3 separate regions of the Mus musculus genome follow, and regions 1 and 3 are each linked to region 2. The links are chromatin contacts, called in public Hi-C and HiChIP or PLAC-seq maps. All regions are on one chromosome and are shown on one strand. The core of a region is the stretch at or near the end of the contact, and the rest is flanking DNA. Distances in the headings are between cores, read along the strand shown.

The links. A called contact is a pair of places that touch in the nucleus more often than the background predicts. HiChIP or PLAC-seq counts read pairs in DNA pulled down with a chosen protein or histone mark.
Region 1: an H3K27ac HiChIP or PLAC-seq map of extraembryonic endoderm stem cells shows a contact between it and region 2. The contact joins two enhancer-like sites. A contact is called at or near these places in 3 of 484 Hi-C or Micro-C datasets (ECoMG-derived neutrophils, extraembryonic endoderm stem cells and group 2 innate lymphoid cells), 3 of 115 datasets of contacts at active chromatin or transcription factors (acute myeloid leukemia, astrocytes and extraembryonic endoderm stem cells) and 1 of 9 other capture datasets (embryonic stem cells).
Region 3: a contact with region 2 is called in a Hi-C map of group 2 innate lymphoid cells, with 4 times the contacts expected there. The contact joins two enhancer-like sites. A contact is called at or near these places in 1 of 484 Hi-C or Micro-C datasets (group 2 innate lymphoid cells), 2 of 115 datasets of contacts at active chromatin or transcription factors (CD8 T cells and differentiating embryonic stem cells) and 1 of 9 other capture datasets (embryonic stem cells).

Annotation. Positions count from the first base shown.
Region 1 is chr5:75,825,163-75,828,159 of GRCm38.p6, forward strand. No RefSeq gene overlaps it. Among named protein-coding and RNA genes, the nearest start is that of Gm32727, 150 kb to the right of the region's middle. Within about 2 kb of position 1,334, at least 70 of the 459 cell types and tissues checked have an H3K27ac peak or open chromatin away from gene starts, as enhancers often do. A contact at or near this core is called in extraembryonic endoderm stem cells and group 2 innate lymphoid cells, where this site is marked.
Region 2 is chr5:75,384,602-75,387,589 of GRCm38.p6, forward strand. No RefSeq gene overlaps it. Among named protein-coding and RNA genes, the nearest start is that of Gm24502, 180 kb to the right of the region's middle. Within about 2 kb of position 1,305, at least 13 of the 459 cell types and tissues checked have an H3K27ac peak or open chromatin away from gene starts, as enhancers often do. A contact at or near this core is called in extraembryonic endoderm stem cells and group 2 innate lymphoid cells, where this site is marked.
Region 3 is chr5:75,661,195-75,664,212 of GRCm38.p6, forward strand. No RefSeq gene overlaps it. Among named protein-coding and RNA genes, the nearest start is that of Gm32558, 13 kb to the right of the region's middle. Within about 2 kb of position 1,472, at least 20 of the 459 cell types and tissues checked have an H3K27ac peak or open chromatin away from gene starts, as enhancers often do. A contact at or near this core is called in group 2 innate lymphoid cells, where this site is marked.

The sequences.
Region 1 (2,997 bases), core at 84-2,583, 440 kb after region 2:
AGTGCTGTCCCACAGACTCACTTTCAGGGAGTCAGGAAGTGAGTCCTAGCGACATCTCCCTTTCCACTCTGACGATATCTTTCGAAAGAAATGTTGTCACTCACTAAAACAAAACAAAATCCACCTATAACAAAAATCCTTTCTTCTGACAGTGGGGTGGTCTCCCTGCAACAAGGCTTTGTTCCATGACACCCTGCATCCACTTGCCTATTTCAGTGATTCCCCTTATCCAATATTCTCCAGTCGCATCTCAACACGGCCACTGGAATGGGGAAGGGAATGGTTGTGTGCTTAATGGGTATTTATGTGTGCTTAATGGGTATTTAAAAGGAAACTTGGAACGTGCACTGCAGTGAAAGAGAGTCCTTAGAGGGGACAAGGTGGCACCCAGAGGTGCCTGGCCACTTGTCTCTGCTAATAAAACCTCCCCCAAGCATCCCACGTGCCTAGTTCCTAAGTGCCATCTGGCAGCTAGATCCTGAGCTCTGCCACCCCTGCATAGGATCCAGACAGGCCCGGTTCACTCCCAACCATTGGAAGTGTATTGACATTTATCACTGGCTTCCACTTCCCAGAGCAGGGAGGCAGCCTGGCAGCCTCGGAGGACCTGCATCTCTGTGGCATCACACCCAGCAGCTGACATGAAGGATTACTGCTCTTCTGTCACCCTTTGGCACATGCTCCTACGATCAGCACTAATGACAGTCACTAGCCTGTACTTAGAACAAGGGGAGGGGAGAGAGAGAGTCCCTCTAAAACCCACACTTCACGCAAGTTCTTCTTTCTAGGACAAGACTACAGCATTTACAGACACAACTCTCATTTTAGGTGTACATATGTGTCTGTTAAAAAAAATAATGTCGTGTTAATTGAACCAGTACCTGTGCATGTGTGTTCACATATGGAAGTCTTAGAGAAACAGCATATAAAAATACAGGCTTATCCCTACAAACGATACCCTAATCTGGCACTAAACAACTGGAGTGAGATTTCATTGTCTGGACACAGATTTTGCTTCTCAGTCCCTTCTGAAGGACAACAATTGTGCTAAGGAGCTAAAACATTTTCCTTCTATTTAAACTCATTGGTGTTCTAATGACACTTTCAAACAAGCTCTTAGCAAAAGGGAAAACCATGACTCAACTTCTGGATACCCTGATAACAGTCTGCGTAAGCCAGAGCTTTCTCAAACATCACTTCATTTATTCAGGTGCTAGTTCATTCTTATGGTCTCTTTTTGTTTTCCAATCACAAGCCATTGTTTTGAAGGTGAACAATGAGCCTTATGCAACCCTGTGCTGTCACAGGAGGAACCTCCCCCCTCCTTATCAGTGATTCTTGTTTATTCTGCTCTTGGAGTCAAACCGTCTTAACTGGCCGGTGAATCATGTTGTGGCCACAGGAAGATGACGACAGCCACAGCTTTTTAAAATTCTCTAGAGAGGAGACCGAGAAGGAAATGCTGTTGGTTGGACAAGAGATGCAGATAGGGAGAAGAGAGAAGGACTCGTGAGAAATGAAGAATGTATATATGCGGGCTTCTATTATTATGGGTGTGCCACCGTGAGAGTGTCACCATAAACCACAGAGCAGCTCACTAAGTGTTATCTAAGGTGAAATGGAAGATATCAGGCCACAAAGGCACAGGCAGAACTCAAATTCCTAGTAAGAGCTGAATTGGCAAGAAGGGGCCAGGAGGCAGGAAGAGTCTATCCAAGCATGTTTGTTGTTGGAGTGACCTTCCTGTCCATGGGTGTTGAGAATGAGCCGGCAAGGATGATGGTCTGTGAAATAGGAACACCAATACTCAGAGAAAGTACGAGCTGGAGGGAAGATGGGCCACTACAAAAAACACCTAAGGACAAGATAGCTGGCAGCCTCTTCCTTCATCTGGAGCCACTTTGCCATCCTGTGCTGCTTTAGGACAAAACTTTCTAACAATTTAAAAATGGCACCCCAAGCCTTCTGATGGGAGGTTAAGCCTTCTAGCCCTGTGGCTCAACAGCCAATAAATGCTAGCACATATTCTCACCGTGGAAACATCAGACTAGAGTCAGAAAGGATTTGAGCAATCTCCCAAAGTAAATACCTTTTTAGGGGTCATGGTAAAAAAAAAAAAAGATTATATGAGACCTGAGCATTATCATATCCCACTGAGATGGCTATAAACTGGTAAAATATTTTCAGAGGACAGCTTGGTGCCCAGAGAACAGTATGTACCAAAAGCCTCAAAATACTGAATACCCTTTGGTCATCAGAGGGAGGAATTGCCCAATAAATCTAGAGTCTTTTTCACAAGGAATAAGCAGTCACAGCTCTGTACAAAGGCATCTGAAATCCCATTCATCCGCCTATTGTTTCTAACAGTAAAAACTGAAACCAATTTAAACTTTGTATCATAGGACTGGATGACTAATTAGCGTATGTTTGAAGCAACATCCTATATAGTCATTAAATAAATATATAAGAATATTAATTAATGGGAAAAGCTGCCCATACTACAGCATTCAATCGCTGATGTTCTAAAATGACTCATTTTTGTATGACACACATATATAAGGCACACGGGGATGATACATCCTCAGTTATTGAGAGAGGCTTTTTGTGCGTAGGAGAATAACATATAGTTTCATTTTCTTTTTTATGTTTATTTTTGACTTCCAACTTTCTATTAAAATTTATTATATTACACTTGAATGCAGATTCCTGCACATTTGGGTGCCAACTTGGATCCCACTCATTGATTTCTGTTCATTATGTTCTTCTTACCCAGCATCTCAGTGTCTTCTCATCCCATGACACAGCTCTCCACTTCTGTCATACCTTCCAGTTCGTCATTCTCCATCACTATAACCCGCTATGAGCTTAGCTCAACCACCCTCCCTCTCACCGGATCCTTATCTTTCCAGCTCTTTGCCTGTGTTTTTCCTCCAAGTCTCCAGCCCCACAGACATGAGCCATAACCTGGGCCTTCACCTCAGCTGGGTCCCCATTTCC
Region 2 (2,988 bases), core at 55-2,554:
ACATTCACGGTCACCCGCACCCATGTCTTGTTGTAACAAAATGCTTGACAAAGGCAACATAAAGAACGGCTTATCTTGGCTTGTTGTTTAAGAGGACAGGTCATCAGGGCAGGAAGGTCCATCAGAGAAGGAGGCAGCTGATCATTTGCAGGAGGAAAAAGACACAAATGTTGGTCTTCTATTCACTCTCTCTATTTTATTCAGACCTCAACCCATAGGATGGTGCAGCCAGCATTCAGAGTGTTCCCTGCCCTGTTAAATCTTTTTAGAAACAACTTCAGACACACCCCAGAGGTGCGTTTTCATGGTGATGTTAAATCCCAACAGGTTGACAATGAAGATTAACCATCAATGTGCATATATGAGTGTGTGTGTGTGTGTGTGTGTGTGTGTGTTTGTGCACATACACATGTGTATGTAATATGTGGGCATATGCATGTGTGTGTGTGCACATATACATGTTTGTCATGTGTGTGGGCATATGTGTGTGTGTGCACATATATATGTTTGTCATGTGTGTGGGCATATGTGTGTGTGTGTGCACATATACATGTTTGTCATGTGTGTGGGCATATGTGTGTGCACATACACATGTGTGTGTAATGTGTGGGCATATGCATGTGTGTGTGTGTGCTCATATAAATGTGTGTCATGTGTGTGAGCATATGTATGTGCGTGTTTCATTGTATCTGGCTTTGCTTCTTAATTTTATACAGGTTTTGCAGTTGTTACCTAGGAGAGGACTAGTCTGCTAGGAACTTAGACCGAGTTGATTATGAAGATTAATCATTATAGAGCTTTAGAAGGCAAAGATCATAATCAGAAGGACAGCAGATTAAAAACAGCAAGTTCCTGTGATGACCAGAGTTAGCCATAGGCAGCAGCCACTAGTCAGAGGCTCAGAGCAAGTGGCATTCACAGGGGCCAAGAAGGAACTGAGCAATTTTTTTGTTTTGTTTTGTTTTGATTTTTCATAGACAGGGTTTGTCTGTGTAGCCCTGGCTATCTTGAAACTCACTCTATAGACCAGGCTGGCCTCCAGCTCAGAGATCCACTGCCTCCCGAGGGCTAGGATTAGAGGTGTACACCACCACCACTGTATTCTGAGACTTAAGTTTCTCCAAGGCCAGCCTGGACACAGATTCCTCCAACAAAGCAGGTTTACCTAATCTTGTCATCAAGTCTCAGCATGACTGTCTGCTGTCCCTTGAAGAACCTGTTAAGATCAGGTTAGAGACTAACAGTTGTAATGATTAAAAGATGATAAACAAAGCCGCACAATAGACTGAGGTCACCCCAGGGAGGGACTGGGGGTGGGGGAATGTTAGGGGCTGATCTTCTCTCATCAACAGTCTCCATCAGTGGCCTGACAGTGGTGTAAAGTGCTTGCTAATGAAACACAGTCAGGCCTGTAGTAGGAGTCACTGAGACTGGAAAGCCAAGCTTAAGGACGAAGTTTAGGATGCCATGGGGGTCCAGGAAATCAAAGGGTTGAGATCTAGCAGGGAAGGAATACGGTAATGGCCAAAGGAAGACTCCTGGGAAGTAGACCTTTCTGATGGCAGATAGTACAAAACCCACCAAGCCAAGAAAGTTTCTAAAAGTATGTGGTGACAGAAGTGACTGACGATGACAGCCCACTTATGCTAGTCTGGAACAATGCTTTCACACAGTTTCTGACTTCACAGGCTACAATCACTAAGACTGGGCGGGGCTAGGAGGCTTTCCTCAAGGCTCCAGAGGAAAATCTCTGGTCCCTGTCATGCCTGGTACTGCTCCTGCAGCTCCCCAGTGGCTGGTGGCTTCCTGTTCAAGCCTGACACTACATCTTCACAGCCCTGATTCACAGAGGCAATGTCACAGAGCAAGGTATGACTGTACTGAAAACAGTTACCCTCCAGGACAGTGTTGCTCAGCAGCAGAGGGCTGACTTATCATGCACAAAGCAGTGGGTTCTATCCCCAGCATCTGCCAAAAAGTTAGTAAGAGTAACTTCCCACTTGTTGACATTTACATGTTCAATTCATTTCGGAGCTCTTAGGTCAATCAAAGATAGTGGCTTGCGTTAGCCAACCCATTTCCTCCCTTGAATGCGAGGTCCAAAGAGCACGCGTACCATGTGACAGTTTGAAAGTGAAATGCTCCTCTCCCCCATACACTCATGCATGTGAATACCTGGTCCCAAGCGGGTGGTACAGTTTGGGGAGCGTGAGAGATTTTAGGAGACGGAGCCTCACCAGAGGGAGTAGGAGGGTCTTGAGGTTCCATTACTCAGCCCCATTTGCTGCTTAACTCTCTGCTTCTAGACTGTAGATGCAGCAGGACACACCACCTCATGCCTCTGCCTATATTATTCTTTTCCCACAGTGATGGGCTGATCCCTTCAACCTGTGAGTCAAAGCAAGCCATTCTCCTTCAAGATGCTTCTTGTCATGCATACGGTCACAGCAATTTGAAACGTAACCAATCCAAAGCCTTAGATTTCACGTTCACCTTGGCAACACTTGTGCCAAGGGCAGAGGCTGCCTTGTGGTGCTTAGAAAATACTCATGAAATAATACTTCAAAAACGATCCCCGCCCCTAGTGCTCAGTTGATGAAAAAGGACACAAAGTCACAAGATGATACACTGACTTGCTCATGTGGCATAAATGGAGCTTGAACTCAGGCCAGAGCCGAGTTCCTTTTCTCCTCAAGGTCGCCATTAGAAGTTTCCAATGCCAGTCATAATGATTCTTGTCTTAATGCCAGCACTTGGAAATCAAAGGCAGGAGAATTGTTATAGCCCAGGTCAGCTATATGGACGTAGCTCAGTGGTGCAACTCTTGTCCAATGTCTTCTTTAATCATTAGCACTAACGACAACGATGACACCACAATGACAATGACAACGACGAAGACGACAACGACTACTACTACGAAGACGACAACAGCATGTCTCCTCTCCTCACCAATTCTGAAAACATATTCTCTACTGCACCAGCACTTAT
Region 3 (3,018 bases), core at 222-2,721, 280 kb after region 2:
CCCCTTTCAGCTCCGGGCCTTTGGAAAATATGTTTACTTCTTTCATTGAGATGAAACTAATAAGCCAATGAAAAGTGTATATTTGATGACTTTATTGTGCATTTAATCCCTGCGATTGGGTTTCAAATTACTGTCATTCTGAAACTTTCCAGTTAGGAGATATTGTGATTTTTAATCAGATGATTGTCAGTTGTTCTGGCCTCCTGAAATGAAGCCACACCTTTCATTTTCATTGCACAGATTCACTCACAGATTGTCTTTGGGCTCTTTCTGGATCTATTGATCATTTGAATAACAGAGACAGTGGACATGATGACATTGCCATAGTGCCTAAAACACACTGTATTATGGATGTATTATGTTTTGTTCTTCTTCTCTCCACTTAAGCAATCCCGGAAGAGAAGTATTGCTCATCTCAAAGATATAAAGATTTTGTTTCTGAGGGCTTTGCTCTCTTGTCCTAAACAGATGGCTATGGTAATGCAGTTGGAAAGAACTCTCTAGTGTTCTCTCTTGAATCCAAAATACTTATTAATTTACTTAATAATTATTATCATTATTTATTTGTCATGCTAGACCCAGGCCCCTACATAAGCTGGGCAGGCACTAGAGCACTGAGCCACCCTCCTAGCTCATCTGAAGACTTTTGGCAGCATCCATCCGGCCAACATATGAGCAAGCCCTCTATTGTCTTTTGCTCAGCTGTGAGTGACCATGATGCCATTTGCTTTCACCTTTAAAAAACCACAAAGAGTGGTAAAGAAGTCAGAATGGCTGCTCTGCTATCTCCTACTAACTTCTCTAAGAGAATGGTGGGAATGAGGTTGGACTGGAATGTTCACATGAGGGAGGTCCCAGGATAGGAAAGTCTCAGGATTTCTACTTTTTCCACTCTCTCATGTGTCTCATGAGTGTCCTGTGCCCCACAGGAACCTCTCTTCCTCTGCGTTTCAAAGAACTGCCTTGTTCATCTGAGCCTCATGAGAGAATCAACTCCCTGCGCTCACAGAGGGTTGTGGAAGCGACAGAGGACAGAGGAATCTCAGCTTTCCTACTTGATGTGAAAGCATCACCTTCCCCCGAGGGCACCAGCCATCCCTGTTGTTCTGCCTCCACAAGCTACCTCCCCCCACCCCCACCCCCGTGTCTCCCCCCACTGTTGATTACACCCTTGTTGGTTGAATGCAGCTTTTATGATGTGGGTTTTTCTGTGAAGGGTTTGACCTCCCGAGGGCTGGGTCCTCGGTGGAGATACTCCTTTCGTGAGATGAGTGTTCTTGAGTGGTGGCTCATCTGCGTGTCTCCCTCCACGGCTGGCTTTGAAGTGTGCGTGCTCTTCCTGAGCGCCTCGGTGGGACTGTGGTGTGTTTTGTGAGAGAGTGACCTTTCTCTTTGTGGTCGGTGGCTTAGCAGTTGCTGCTGTTCCGTAGCGGATGAAGAATGAGGACAGCAGGGACTGTCCTCATGGCTGCTTGTTTCTGTATGAATAGACGGTCTGAGGCAGCTGAAAACCCTGTGCCTACACAACAGGCTGCCTGGTCTCAGTGCCAAACTTCTCCGTTAAGGCAGTTAAGGCATTGTTTGTTTCTAATCAAGCTATGCGTTATTCCGACAGACTGTTGGGTGTAGAAGACTGGTGTGAAGGAAAAGATTTTCTCTGTCCCTTCAGCTAGATTTTCTGCTGGACTCAATAGTTTCCATTTGGTGAGCTAAGCAATGAACAACTACCTAAATAAAGTAGCTTTGTTAAGAGTACAGGTGTCTGACAGGTGGTGGGGGTGGCACACGCCTTTGACCCCGGCACTTGGGAGACAGACTCAGGCAGATCTCTGTGAGTTCAAGGCCATCCTGGTCTAAAGAGCAAGTTCCAGGATAGCCAGGGCTAGACAGAGAAACCCTGTCTCAAAAACAAACAAAAAGAGTACAGATTTCTAACAGGTTCTGGGGAAGGAGTGCTGTATTTGATTGGTTATGTCTGTTCAGAATTGGGAATGGGGATCTGTACTATGTGTGCTTTCACATCCTAAGTGTAATATGTCCATTTAAATCTAAATACATCCATTGGTCCAGTCTCTTCAATGACCAACTACAATAGTTATTATTTCATTCAGGAGGAAACTCAATTGTGAAGAGTGTGTTGGCTATTCTTGGTTGTCAACTTGACGACATCTGGAATTAACTATAACCCATGCAGCTGGGTACACCTTTGAAGGATTTTTTTCCCTTAATTAAATCATTTAAAGTGGGAAGACCAACTTTTTAAATTTTTTAATTGATTATCTATAAATTTCATATCATGTACCACAATCCTACTCAACTCACCTCTTCATATTTGCCTTCCACCCTTGCAACCTCCTCCCACCAAAGAAAAATAAAATAAAATAAAAAATTTTTAAAGACCAAAAAATAGCAACAAAAGTCTCACTGTGGAAGTAGTGGTGTATCATGGTGTGTCACACAATACACCCTTTTGCCCAAAGAGCTTTTACTTAAAATTGTTCATTGTAGTGAGTGGTTGCCCTGGCTCAGGGCCTCTGGCTCCTTCTACTCCATCAATCCTGCATCCTCACCGAAACTCCTCTCAAGTCCTACTGTTGCCCTGTGTCATGGAGACCCTACAGCTTTGGATCTGCAGAACCAGCCCTTCCACGTGCTCTGTAGATGGTGTAGATGCTGGGGGTAGGTCAACTCAAAGCCCTGGATATTTGCCTGGGTGGAAACTGAGTTCAGCTCTCCTGCTTTGATCAGTTGAGGGGTAAGGCCATCTCATCCACTCTCCTGGCCTTAGGACTGGCTTGCTTGTGTCCAGGCCACCAGAGCCAACTCTACTTTGCTGCTCAGGAGAGCTGCAAACCACTCTTCCAACTTTGGGGTGTGGGAGCCTGGAGACCCGCAGGCCCTTGCCACCATATGGCAGAATAGGGGAAGGGAAAACCCACTTTTAATCCAGATACTTTGAAGTAGGAAGATATACTTTCATTCTGGGCCATACCTTCTGTTGGCAATTTCTCAAAAGGG